Linked DNA regions of Rattus norvegicus: region 2 is linked to region 1. A link is a contact called in public Hi-C data. All regions are on one chromosome and are shown on one strand. The core of a region is the stretch at or near the end of the contact, and the rest is flanking DNA. Distances in the headings are between cores, read along the strand shown.

Evidence for each region. A called contact is a pair of places that touch in the nucleus more often than the background predicts.
Region 2: a contact with region 1 is called in a Hi-C map of frontal cortex, with 1.9 times the contacts expected there. The contact joins the enhancer-like site here to the promoter of Cpe in region 1. A contact is called at or near these places in 2 of 12 Hi-C or Micro-C datasets (frontal cortex and hepatocytes).

The regions. Positions count from the first base shown.
Region 1 is chr16:29,794,715-29,801,130 of GRCr8, forward strand. Cpe (carboxypeptidase E) reads left to right here and starts at 1,993. Exons shown (of 9, transcript NM_013128.2): 1 at 1,993-2,387. The coding sequence starts at 2,081.
Region 2 is chr16:29,832,597-29,838,957 of GRCr8, forward strand. All of the region lies in intron 1 of Cpe (carboxypeptidase E), which reads left to right. Among named protein-coding and RNA genes, the nearest start is that of Cpe, 39 kb to the left of the region's middle. Within about 2 kb of position 2,910, at least 31 of the 93 cell types and tissues checked have an H3K27ac peak or open chromatin away from gene starts, as enhancers often do.

The DNA.
Region 1 (6,416 bases), core at 743-3,242:
TCTTAAAAAAAGCATCTATGCTGCTGTGCGAGATGTAGACCCATCGATTCGAAACTAACCTCCCTGCTAGTGCCTTGGCAACCTGTCTGTTCATACACTTTGATTTACCTGCTTGAGGGAGAGTCTCACTATTTAGCTCAGGTTAGCCTCAATCCCGGTGTCCTCCCGCTTCAGGTTCTTGAGTTCTGGGACTACAGGCGAGCGCTATCATGGCTGTGTGCTCCTTTAAACTTGTATTTAGATATGTTTATGTCCCCATTTATTACTGCATATGTGAGGGTGTCTATGGAGGCCAGACATCAGATCCCTGGAGCTGGAGACGCAGACGCTGTGATCCCCTGGTTGTGGGGGCTGGGAATTGAACTCAGGTGCTCTGTAAGAGTATTGTGTGCTCTTTACTGTGACGCCGTTTCTCCAACCCCTGAAACAGTAATATTAATTTTATTTTTAAAATTCTCAACGTGAGCCGAATGCCTACAGTTGCTGCCCTTTTTGGTTTACGTTTGTTCCCTGAACGTGTGACAGATAATTTTTAGATGCCTCCTTCACCCAGTGCCAGCAATATTTCGTGCCTTAACTATAGCAGTCTGGTTCTCAAGGGGTGGGAGTGGCCTGGGTGGGTGGGGTGTGGGCAGCCATGACTGCCACAGGTCGGCTTCTGAGGGCAGTGGGCCTTCTGAGAACCACAGAGGCCACCCAACCTGTTGTCCTGCTAACATCACTTTCTTTCTTTTTTTCCCCCCCCCCCGGAGCTGGGGACCGAACCCAGGGTCTTGCGCATGCTAGGCAAGCGCTCTACCACTGAGCTAAATCCCCAACCCCTGACATCACTTTCTAAGCAACTGGGTTCCCTTTGCCCTCTAGCTGCATCTGAGACCAAGGAGTCAGAAAGAGAAGGTGCTTCCACGGTTTCAAACTTCAGTATAAAAGAAAAAAAAACCTAATGAAATTATTTATAGACCTGGATTCCTTTCTAGGTGACAGGTTTTATTCAGGACAGGGTATTATTAGATAGTGGAGAAAGAGGCATCTGGGGAAAAATGTCCCACATGAAACCTTCCCCTGCTGGTGTGCTGATCTTTTTTTTTTTTTTTTTTTTTTTGGTGGCCACGCTCAATGGATTATTTGTTCAGATCCATACTGGTGTTACATCCAATGGCAACTGTTGTAGAGTAACATCTGCTGCAGATGTTGCTCCAAAAGTACAGACCCTGCCCAAGGGTGGTCATTTAAGCCCACGATTTTATACCCTTGCAGTCACTTTGTGAAAGGGAAGACAATATCATTTATCTGCATCGGTTTTTCCTCCATCACAGGATTGAATCATACTGCCAAACGAAATCCTTTGTCTAACGCATGAACAGAGTCTCGTTGGTGTTTCTCAGAGTGTCACAGAAGATGAGTGGTATTGGTCTTGCTTGCTTACCTCATTTCTCTCTCTTTCCCCCTAGAAGGATTCCGGAGTATGTCTGAATACAGTTAAAAGCGCTCTCTGTAAATGGGTAGAAAGCAGAATCAAATCAAAATACAGTGTTCTGGTTTCTAGCCAGACCTTGCTGTAAGATGAAGCCACAACCCTTAAGTTTCCACTATTGCAGCAGTAATGTCCGAGAAAGAAGGCAAGCTGTGGGTTGCTTCTCACCCCCACCCCACATTCTGATGCCTCTAGGTGGAAATCAAAAGGCTCTGCTAGTAACCCAAGAATGTGTTTTCTACAAGGGTGATCCTGGTCGTGGTTCCCTCTCATTCACAATAACCCTCCTAAGCCAAGGTCTTAGCTGTCATTCCACCTGCGTGGTCCCTGGCGCCATTTGGCTTTTGACGTGGGTCTGAGCCAAGGAATAAAGCCAGCATCCCTGGCGGTTGTTCCGCCTGTGCCGGGCCTCCTGCCTCCTGCTCCCCGGGGCGGGTAGTGCAGCGCGCAGAGCCGTCGCGTCGCCACTGTCCTCTGGGTGGCCCCAGCGCGCACCGTTCATTGAGCCGTGGAAGGTGAGACGAGAGGAGGCTGGTGCTGAGCTCGCCAACTCCACCCGGGCCCGGGCAGACAAAAGAGACCGGCGGTACAGCTCGCGGGGACGCGATGGCCGGGCGCGGAGGACGGGTGCTGCTGGCGCTGTGTGCCGCGCTGGTGGCCGGCGGGTGGCTGTTAGCGGCTGAAGCCCAGGAGCCCGGGGCGCCAGCGGCTGGCATGCGGCGGCGCCGGCGGCTGCAGCAGGAGGACGGCATCTCCTTCGAGTACCACCGCTATCCCGAGCTGCGCGAGGCGCTGGTGTCGGTATGGCTGCAGTGCACCGCCATCAGCAGGATCTACACGGTGGGGCGCAGCTTCGAGGGCCGGGAGCTCCTGGTCATCGAGCTGTCTGACAACCCCGGGGTCCATGAGCCCGGTAAGTGCGCTGCGGGGACGGGAAGGAGGAGAGGTGGGCCCCGAGTTGCTGCCGGGTGAAGGATGCCTGGATGGGAAGTGGGAAGGAAACGAACGTCAGCCTCTCCATCGTTCACATCTTCGACCCGTTTTTTGTGAACATAGGCGGGGACTGGGGGGGGCTGGAGGCATGGGGACAGGAATACAGACAAATCCCAGAGCTGAGTTCCCGGGTGCTCACCCTCACAGATGGGTCAAACTCTAAACAGAATAGAATTATGAGTTCTCAGAAGGCAAACACCTTCCCGGTAGACACCAGTGAAAAATAAGGTGCAGAAGGCGGGGTCTCAGAGGAGCAGGGAGAGTCTTCTATCATTTGAGAATTTCCAAAGGACCAGCTTATTGGGCGCTGCAGGCTCTGCGTACCCACCTCTGCGTTTGTGTGAGCGTTAGGTGCACTCTCGACTGGGGATGCTGGCGAATTTCAAAAAGGATATTGATGATCTAGATGTTGTGTGGGGTGCATACATGTAGATCTTCCTACCAGGGTAGAAAAGGTTTCTAACAGGCTTACAGACCATGCCTCGCCTTACTAAGGGAAAATAACAGCCCCCCCCGACTCCCCACCCCCCGCTTTGACCACTCTAAGATGAGTAGTGCATGATCACGTTTTATCTCCAGCAACCATCGGGTTAGGCATTTTCTGTCAGAGTACGTTAAAGCACGTTTTAATTTGTGTTAAAGGCTTGGTATTAAAAGGATATTTTAAGCAATGTTTTGGGACCCTTTGGGTTATGTTTATGCTGTTTAGAAAGCATTTAGGCCTGGCCTTTCTGTTGGTAATAAAGGCCTTGCTAAAGCACCCAAATCAGTATGGAATGATTTTATTTCTTTAACGACGAAGAAAACATAAAACCCAGGCTAAAAATTCTCAATGCAGGACATGAAAAGTCTCCCTTCCTTTATCTCTCCCTCCCCTCATCCCCCCTTTTTCTTCCTCCCTGGGTTTCTTGTCCATTAGATTGGCCTTGAATTTGAAATATTGTCCTGGCTGGCCTCGAACTCCTGATCATTCAGCTTCTGAATCCTAAAGCTGGGATTGTGGATGTTTCCCACCATTCCCGAATTTTTCCTATCTCCTTTTTATTTTTATTTATTTATTTATTATTATTTTTTATATTTGCTGTGGTGGGATGCAATCCATGAAGACTGAGTAGCCCCTGTCACTGAGCCATGTGGTCATTCGTCTGCCTGCACAGTTTTCCCAGCATAAGAACCAACAGGGGAAGGGACAACATAGGTGCTGATAGAGAGACTTTGATCTTAAACCATGGAGTGTATGGATTGAGAAGTCCTCCGAAAACCTTTCTTGCCTATGGCTAAGGTAAATGAGAGGGTGCGAATGAATTTGCTAAGGGCTCAGTACTAGGGTGGAAACGTTAGAACCAGGTTCGAGAAAACATTCACGAAGAGTTCCAGCCTCCTCATGTGAAGCAGAACCCTGATGGCTAGTGTTTGTGCAGCTATGGGGAATAAGGAAGGGAGGTCTACAGGGAGACTCATTTTTAGCCAAGTCACACAACAAGCCGGCCACTCCTGACAGTTAAGCTTCTGTGACTCTGCCTCTCAATCTCAGCCCTTTGTTCTGCTTGTTATTAGAGGCTTCTGGTGGGCTTTTTGAATTATTTAAAGAGATGATATGAAAGCCATGGTTTAACATTATGTCCTCTTGTTTCAAATGTATAGATAAATTGACAGTATTTCAAGAATATGATATGTTCTGAAAATGAAAACAAAATTTTGGTGGAGTAGCTGGAGCACAGACCTGCAAATCTGGCTGAAAAGTGATCACTTTTTAAAAAGTCTTTCAAATTCCTTTTAGGATAAACAGATTAAAAAGCCTATCTGTACCTCTTCTGTGGTAGAAATGGGTGCATTCAATGTTATTGTCTTTGTCATTTTAAAATCCTATACCTTCAGGATGAGCAAGGTTCTAGACGTCTACACAGGTTGTTCCTGCCCCCGGGGAGATGGTGAATGGCAAATCTGACACAAAGGTTACGGGACAATCGGTGTCTGTGCCAACACTTGGAAAAGCATCCTAGGAACTCTCAGGTCCAGGGGTCGGAGAGTGCCTCACAAAGGGCAGGAAAGGCACAAATTCTGAGAATCACCATCTCTAATGTCCCTCAGACCCCTTTGAAGGAGACTACTTACCTTAACCAATTTCATTGCTGAAATATCTTTGGGATTTGTTTGTGAAACCTTTATTATTTATTTATCTGTATGTGTACATGCTTGAGTGTATGCACGTCATGGTGCATGGAAGTCAGAGGTCAACTTCCAGAAGTTGACTCTCTCCTCCACCCTATCGGTCCTTGAAATAAAAGCCAGGCTGTCAGGTCGACAAGTACCTTCACTCACGGTCTCTGGATTCTGCTTCGAATTCAATGACTTGATTGAAAATTTCCACGGAAATTTTTTATATCCATTTTGTTTTCCGGCACGAAAGAAGAGTCAGGTTTGTTTTCTTACCCTAGGTAACTTTTTATGAACGTCCACCCAAATGCCTTGGATTGGGCAGTGGTTGAGTTGGGGAGCACCCACTTAGGGCCTTGTGCTGAACTTCAGGACAAAAAGAATTATGGTTATTTCTAAGGATTTAGTCAATGGATGTAAGAGAACCTTAACATATCCCCCAACAAGAATGGCGACAACTGAGCGGGCAGTAATGGGGGGAGGATGGGGAGGGGAACACCCATTAGAAGGGGAGAGGGAGGGGTTAGGGGGATGTTGGCCTGGAAACTGGGAAAGGGAATAACAATCGAAATGTAAATAAGAGGGGTTGGGGATTTAGCTCAGTGGTAGAGCACTTGCCTAGCAAACACAAGGCCCTGGGTTCGATCCCCAGCTCCAGAAAAAAAAAAAAAGAAATGTAAATAAGAAATACTCAAGTTAATAAAGATTAAAAAAAATGGTGACAACAACTGAAAGCTTCATTTGGTTAAATTGGCACATTCTGGACAGATACTTCTTCAAAAACAGACAGCTTTCTTTCTGGCCAGAAGGAAGCAGCCTTTGTATTTGTTTGGTACAGTCTGTGGGCTGAACTTGAACCCTCCCAAATAATTTCTTGTGTTTCCACTGTTGGAATTCATTAAAAGGGAAAGGAGGTTGGGAGACGGCTCTGGGGAGATGGTTCCATCAGTAAAGTGCTTGTCACCCAAGCGTGAAGATCTGGAGAGGATCCCTCAGAACTCACGGATGATGCTGAGCAGAACACATGTGTAAACTCAGTGCTAGCAATGCACCGAGGGGACACTTGGGGCCGGCTGGCCAGCCAATCCACCTGATCTGACAAGCCCCAGGATCAGCAAGACACCCTGTTACAGAGTTGAGTTCGAGAATGATTGAGGAAGGTACCCAATGTTGTACCCTCTCATTTACATGTTAGCAAGTAAGGAAGCACACACACACACACACACACACCACATACACACACACACACACTCCACATACACACACTCACTCACACAAACTCACGCACACACACACACACACCACACACACACTCACTCGCACACACACACACCCCACATACACACACTCACACAAACTCACGCACACACACACACACACTCACTCGCACACATACTCACACACTTACATACACACCACACATATACACACTCTCACTGACACATGCACACATACACACACACAGGAAATTCCATTTTGAATTTATCAGTAAGGGTTATCTATATATATTCTGTGATGATTCAACAGGAAACAGCTTGATTTTTGATTTGCTAAAATATGTATGAAAGAAACCTTTATTAATTTGTATCTGAGGAGTAGAATCCAAATAATCAGACCATTCTTTCCAGGGTTAAGAATCCATATGTTTGGAACAATAACTGTTTACATGTTGCTTTTGGGAATTCACCCTGACTCACAGCTGACACAACTTAAATACAGTCTTGAGAGCAAGGATTTTTCTCTCTCACAGGCTGGAGTGATTGTTTTGGACCCATTTCCCTTCAATCTGTAA
Region 2 (6,361 bases), core at 1,660-4,159, 39 kb after region 1:
GCTCAGAGGGACTAGTTAATTTTGTAAAACTAATGAACTAAAAGGCATTTATTCATCCCTTTCACAAATATTTACTGGCAGTAAAATGTTTTTCACTATGCCTTTTTTTTTTTTGGTGGGAACACAAATCTGTGTAGGCAAGAATACTGAATTAAGTGGATTCTTCCAGCGTAAATGGGAAACAGCCTCGTTTTTCCAATTCACAAGTGCCTTGCTTTGGCTGGGGAGATGGGTCCATCGGTAAAGTGTTTTCCATGCAAGTTCTGATCTCTAGTTTCCATGCAGAAGCTGGGCATAGTGGTGTGCATTAGGACCAGGGATACAGACAGTTGGATCCTGGAGCTGCCAGCCAGCCAGTCTATCTGAATTAGCAGGCTCCAAAGAAGTGAGAGGGAGCAACTTCAGAAGATATATGATGTCAACCTCTGGCCTGTATGTATGTATGTGCATACAGGTCAAACACAGACTCACATATGTTGTCATACACACATGAACGTATAGGACTTCAGTTCCTTCTTTATTAGAAATTTAATATCTCCTCTCTATTTAAAATTTTTTTAGATTTATGTATTTTATGTGTATGAGAGTTTTGCCTGCCTATATGTGTGTGTACCACATTCATGTGTGTTACCCCTGGAGGTGAGAAGCAGATGTCAAGATCTCTTGGAGCTGGAGTAACAGGTGAATATGACCACACTGTATGGGTTCAGGGACCTAAACTCCAGTCCTCGACAAGAGCAACAAGCACCCTAAACTGCTGAGCCATCTCTCCTGCCCTTGGTTTTTTGTTTTTTGTTTTCTACTAAATCACTGAATTACCAGTTGCTGGAGCCATACTTAGGATGTGGTGAACACCTATGAGATAATTTACAGCAAGTGAGAGAGTTGAGGACTGTGAATCATTTACTGTTCAGTACTAACAGAACTTGACAGCTTTAGTTGTTTTCTTATGCGATGAGTATTTCATGAAGTGCTAATTATGAAAGACATCAAGGATCAAACTCCGGAGTGCTGATCTATGGAGCATTGGACATGAGTTCTAAGGGGTCTGGGAGTTTGTTCTCTAAGCCTTTCCCACAATTAGTGAGGAATAGGGTGAAGGTGATGTTTTAAAAACGTAGGTTGGGGAGGAGGCTCCATAGATGAAGTACTTGCTGTGCTGTGAGGACCTGGGTTTGAACCCCTATAACAGCCAAAGAAGTCTACTGCTGGGGAGACAGAGGTAGGAGGTTCTCTGGAGTGAGCTCCAAATTCAGTGAGAGACTTGGGGGAGAGAGAGATAGTAGGGTAGAGGGGGAGAGAGAGAGAGAGAGAGAGAGAGAGAGAGAGAGAGAGAGAGAGAGAGAGAGAGAGAGAGAGAGAACGTCAGGTAAAGATGTTGCAAGCGTTGTATGAATGAATTCCAGACTGGTTGGAAGAATTAAGACACACAAGAGTGGGAAGAGCTTAGAGCAAATCAGACTGGAGCAGCTATCCAAAATCCCAGAAGGCCAGAGAAAATGCCAGACAGCAGACTGATGAGAAATAAGCCAGGAAAAGTGCTGGCCCTCAAAGAGACAGATGGTAACAGGAAGTGCTCAGAGAGCTGTGGCCGTGATAAAAATCACACACTAGGAAATCACCTACTTGTAATTTGAAGCTTTGCAGAGAAATTAAACCTCTCTGCTAGTCAGGCAAGGAAGGACGGCAACAAGGCAGCGGAATATTAAGTACCAGTGTGGTTCTTCCTCAGTGCCTGAAGAAAGAAACGTGGTCTGGATCAGTCCATTAGCATTGGAAGTTTTTTCTTAGAGATTGTGACCAAGATTGTATGGTGTGCTGTACATAAAAGCGATCGGATTTGCATAAAATGTGCTCCTTAAACATCTTCATGCAGTACAGCATCCTCCTTGACATCTAAGGTAGAAATAGTAGGTCTCTCACCATCGGAATAAATGTTTTACACATTCATGGTTGTTTTTTCTACCTTATCCCATTCATCCTCAGAAAGGTATGCTAGAATAGAATGTAGGAAATGCTAGTCATAGTTGCTTGCCCCTTTAATCATGAGGCAGATTTCTTTCTCAATTATTTTGAGTGAAAATATACTAAAGTATGAATTTGGAAAAGTGAAGATATTTTCCATTTTTCTTCTTTTTAAAAATTATATCAGGCTTGCTAGTGTGGCAATGCAGCTCGGTCACACCTATGCAAATAATAATTTGATTGCTACCGTGGATGAATTCTTTTACACCTCTCCAGCACACAATTGCTTTTGAGACAGGGCCTTGCTATGTAACTTAGATTGAATTTGAGGTCAATATGTAGTTCAAACTTGCCTCACACGTCCTGCCTCACACTTCCTGCCTGGGTTGCCCAAGGACTGAGGTTGCAGGCCTCAGCATACCTGACATATTTTTAACATGCAGAAGATCAAAAGGAGTTCCTCTGGATGGAATGCAGTGGCCTTCTGTCACCCTGTGCTTGTAGGTGTGGGTGCCTTGGTACCCACACCTACAACAGGCCTCCCTCCACCACCACGGAGCAGCAAGAACAGAGCCCCCACGGGCTGTAGCTCAGATGCTGTCTAAATGCCAGCCATCTGGCACTTCTCTGGGCTCCACACTTTCTGCCATTCCCACGCATTTGCAGGTTACCCTGCAGCTGTTTCTGTTGTTAACTTGTCTATCCTTGGTTTGTTTTATGGATTCAACAAGGCACTTTGAGGGTCTGGGAAGAAGGCTCCCTTGCCTGGCTTCCCAGGCAAGGACTTGGAGACTCCACTGCTGAACTTCATGTCCTTATCTTTGATCTGCTTTCTCTTCCCACTTAATATTCTGTCTGAAGTGGGGCCCACTCTGTAACTGGGCGAGCCGCTTCCTAGGACCATAGTCTCATCCCTAAAACCATCCGGACTTCTGCGCCCTACATGCTATTTCCCCCAATTTATTATTTCCACATTCTTGTTTCTAACCTAGTTCACTACTTTTGTTTTCTTCTGTAGTTCTGTAACAGGTTTATCTAGCTCAGCCCCCTCACAAGCCATTCTCCACTGAATACTAAAAAAGTGGGGCGAGTTAGCTTGGGAAATTGTACTAAATACCCTACTTGAGGATTCAAAGTACACATTAGCATAAGAAAAGATCTGAGAACGGTTTAAGTGAAAGGGGAAAGAACGTTTGAAGTCGATTTTAGTGATTCCAAGAGCATCAGGACTAAGAGGTTCCTTGTGTGGAGGAAGACACTTTCCTCCGGGGACTTTGATTTTCCTCTTCAACCTCAGCTGGAGGTTGGCCCCTCCACTTTGTTATTTGATACGAGGAGTTTTGCAATTTATTTATTCAGGTCATTTTTTTTGTTCTGATTGTTTACCACATATATTTTAATCATGACTCACCTCTAAAGAGGAACTTTTCCATCTCTTTTATATTATAAAAGCGGTCAGGTTCATTCATTTTTATATTCAAACTGAAAAAAAACAACTGAAGCTGTGACATTGTTTTTGAGTATTGTTCTTTCAAGATGTCATTACCACTGTTTATAAGGGTATTTTAATTTTTTTCTTTGACTTTGTTTGGAGACAGGGTCTCACTATGGAGCCCTGGCTAGCCTGGGTCATATTGATCTCACACTCCTAGAAATCTGTCTACCTCTGTCTCGAGAGTGCTGGGATTAAAGGCAAGCACCTCATATTGGTGTACGTGTGGTCGCCACCTACAGAGTAGATGGCAAAATCTGACTCCTGAAAGCTCTCCTCTGGTTTCCACATGTCCTGGGTCTCTTATAGGCCCTCTTCCCAACTAAACAAATTATAAAGAAATTTATAACATTAAAATGTCTAACTATTTTTTCTTTCATATTGTCTTTTTCTTTTTTGAGATAGGGTCTTAGTCTGTAGCCCTGGCTGGCCTGGAACCCACCGTGTAGACCCAGCAGGCTGTTATCTCACAGAGATCTGCTTGCCTCTTCCTCTGGAGTGCTAGCATGTAGGCCTCTTCATGAGAATCTTGAAGATGGCAGCGGTAAGCTTTTGCAGAAAAGGTTCTGCATATTCGGAGATCTCTCAAATGCTCAGCCAAAAGTCAGTGTGGACCAGATCTTCCTGCCTCTGCCTCCCGGGTGCTGAGGTTAGTGGTGGCCCTCATGTTTGGCCCCAGGATGTCGGGCGTTCCTCTCAGCACTTTGTTTGGACGCTGGCCCTTTCCAGAGAGTCTGGATGCTCTGCATATTGTGCTGATTGACAGATGAACTACACAAAGACTCAGAAAGGTGTCCTCTGGAGAATGTTAGTGCAGCATTTTCCTGCATCTTTCAGCTTCAGTACTGTTGCCAATCCAAGTTCTACAAAGTAGTCCCATGAAAAGCATGAGGAAAAACCGCTACAGTTTTAAAACTATGAAGCTTAAATAGACAACGCAAAATGTAAAAACCGTAACCAGTCACGACAGAGTCATCTTGAGCCTTTGTTTTTCCCTTGTCTGTGATTCTGGGCTTGCTTTAACCTATTAGACAGGTAAGAAATACCTGAGCCTTAGGGAAATCATTACCTTACTTGGCCAGTCATGGCTGGTTTAGGAGCTTGCCTGTTGATAATTTTCATGTATCTAGAAAAAAGTGTTTTGATTATTTGAAAACAATGTAAACAGGAAAAAAGAGATAATACTATTACAAAGTATTATAATTGTCATCGGGCAGCTCTTTAAAATGGGTCGGATACCCCTCTGCACTGCTCATCCCCCATGAGCGCTGTTTGGTGTTGAGGACCAAGACCCAGGACTTTGAGCTCGCTAAGCAATTCAGCCCCCCAGTTAAATCTCTAACCAGAGTCGTTGTCTTTAAAATTGCTTTCTCATAGTTGCAGAAATCACACATTCTAGGGGCAGTTTTTATCCTACAAGGATTACTGCTTGTAAGTAATAAGTCACCATCTGTGGCTAAATTGATGGCATGTGTTGACTCAATTTTTGGAAGAAATAGTCTTAGTCATATTTGCTACAAGGGCGTCTTGTTCTCCAAGGAAAATGTCACCCTGGGAATTTTGCACAAAATTTCTTGGGGTAGTACAAAACAAGCTGTGCAGCAAAACAACATAAAAGTGGGTTTTTTTTTGGGGGGGGGGTGGAGGTTGACTTTTTCAAAATAAGGGCTTCCTTGTGTGAGTCCCAGAGTGAAGTTTATTCTGACACCCTTGAGTCTATTTCAGGGGCACTTTGAAGTGCACACATTTAACTTGGATAATTAATATGCAAACTACATAATTTCTAGTGTACATTCCCATAGGAAGAGAACAAGGATGTTCTGAAGCTAATGGTCGATGTGGAGAGTCTTAGGTATTGAAATACACACTTTTTGTTTCCATATTGTGTTTGGAAAAAATATATACCTGGGGGCTGTGGATGTAGCTCCGTTGGTGGGGTGTTCACCTGGCGCACACAAAACTCTGGGTTGCATCCCTAGCATTCCTTAAAACTGGGAGAGGTGACAAGTTCAAGGCTAACTGGGGATACTTGAGACATTATCTCAAAAATTATATGTACATGTTCATACATACATGTATTTGCATACATATGGAAGTACCTTTTATATTTAATAACTTTCCTTTAAGTGAACCTTTTCCACAAAAAAAAATAAATCTAAAAATGATACATACTTTCCAAGTCTATGAAGAGAGAGAAATAGGGTGATATTGTTTGATACTGTTGTATTTCAGAAGAAAAGAAATGGAACCATCGGAAGATGATTAAAGCTAAATATTTGGGTTGTCTGAAGATGCTAAGGCTGATGAACGCCAGCACAGTTCAGAGGAAATTAAAAGAGTGACATTCGTATCATTCCACACCCTGCCTTGCTTTCTTTCAAAGTATGGCCTCTTTTTTTTTTTCCATTAATTGTTGTTGTATACATACATACAAAGACATATACACCGGGATACACATACACAGGGATACACACACACATGCACGCACACACGCACAATACACACTCACTCACTCATGCACATGCACTCACAAACACATTCACGTGCATGCACGCACTCACAGGCACATGCCCACACAAAAACACACAGACACATGAACACACATACATACACACACTCACATACACACGCACTCACACGCCCACACATTTGGGCTGCAGGGCAGATGCTCTGTGTACTCATTTTAGTGACACAACTCTCTTTGAAGCAGTTACTACGATCTCTACCAAGTAGGGACCCTCAGTCAACATCAGGGGAGGGTTTATGAGAAGTCTGTGCTTTCCACACAATCGCATGCTCTTCCCTCGACATTTCGTGATGTATGAAAGGGACAGCTCTGTCTTTTTCTACATACCTTACAGCTGTGGTAATTGAAATTAAGTCCTAAAGGAACTGAGAATTTCT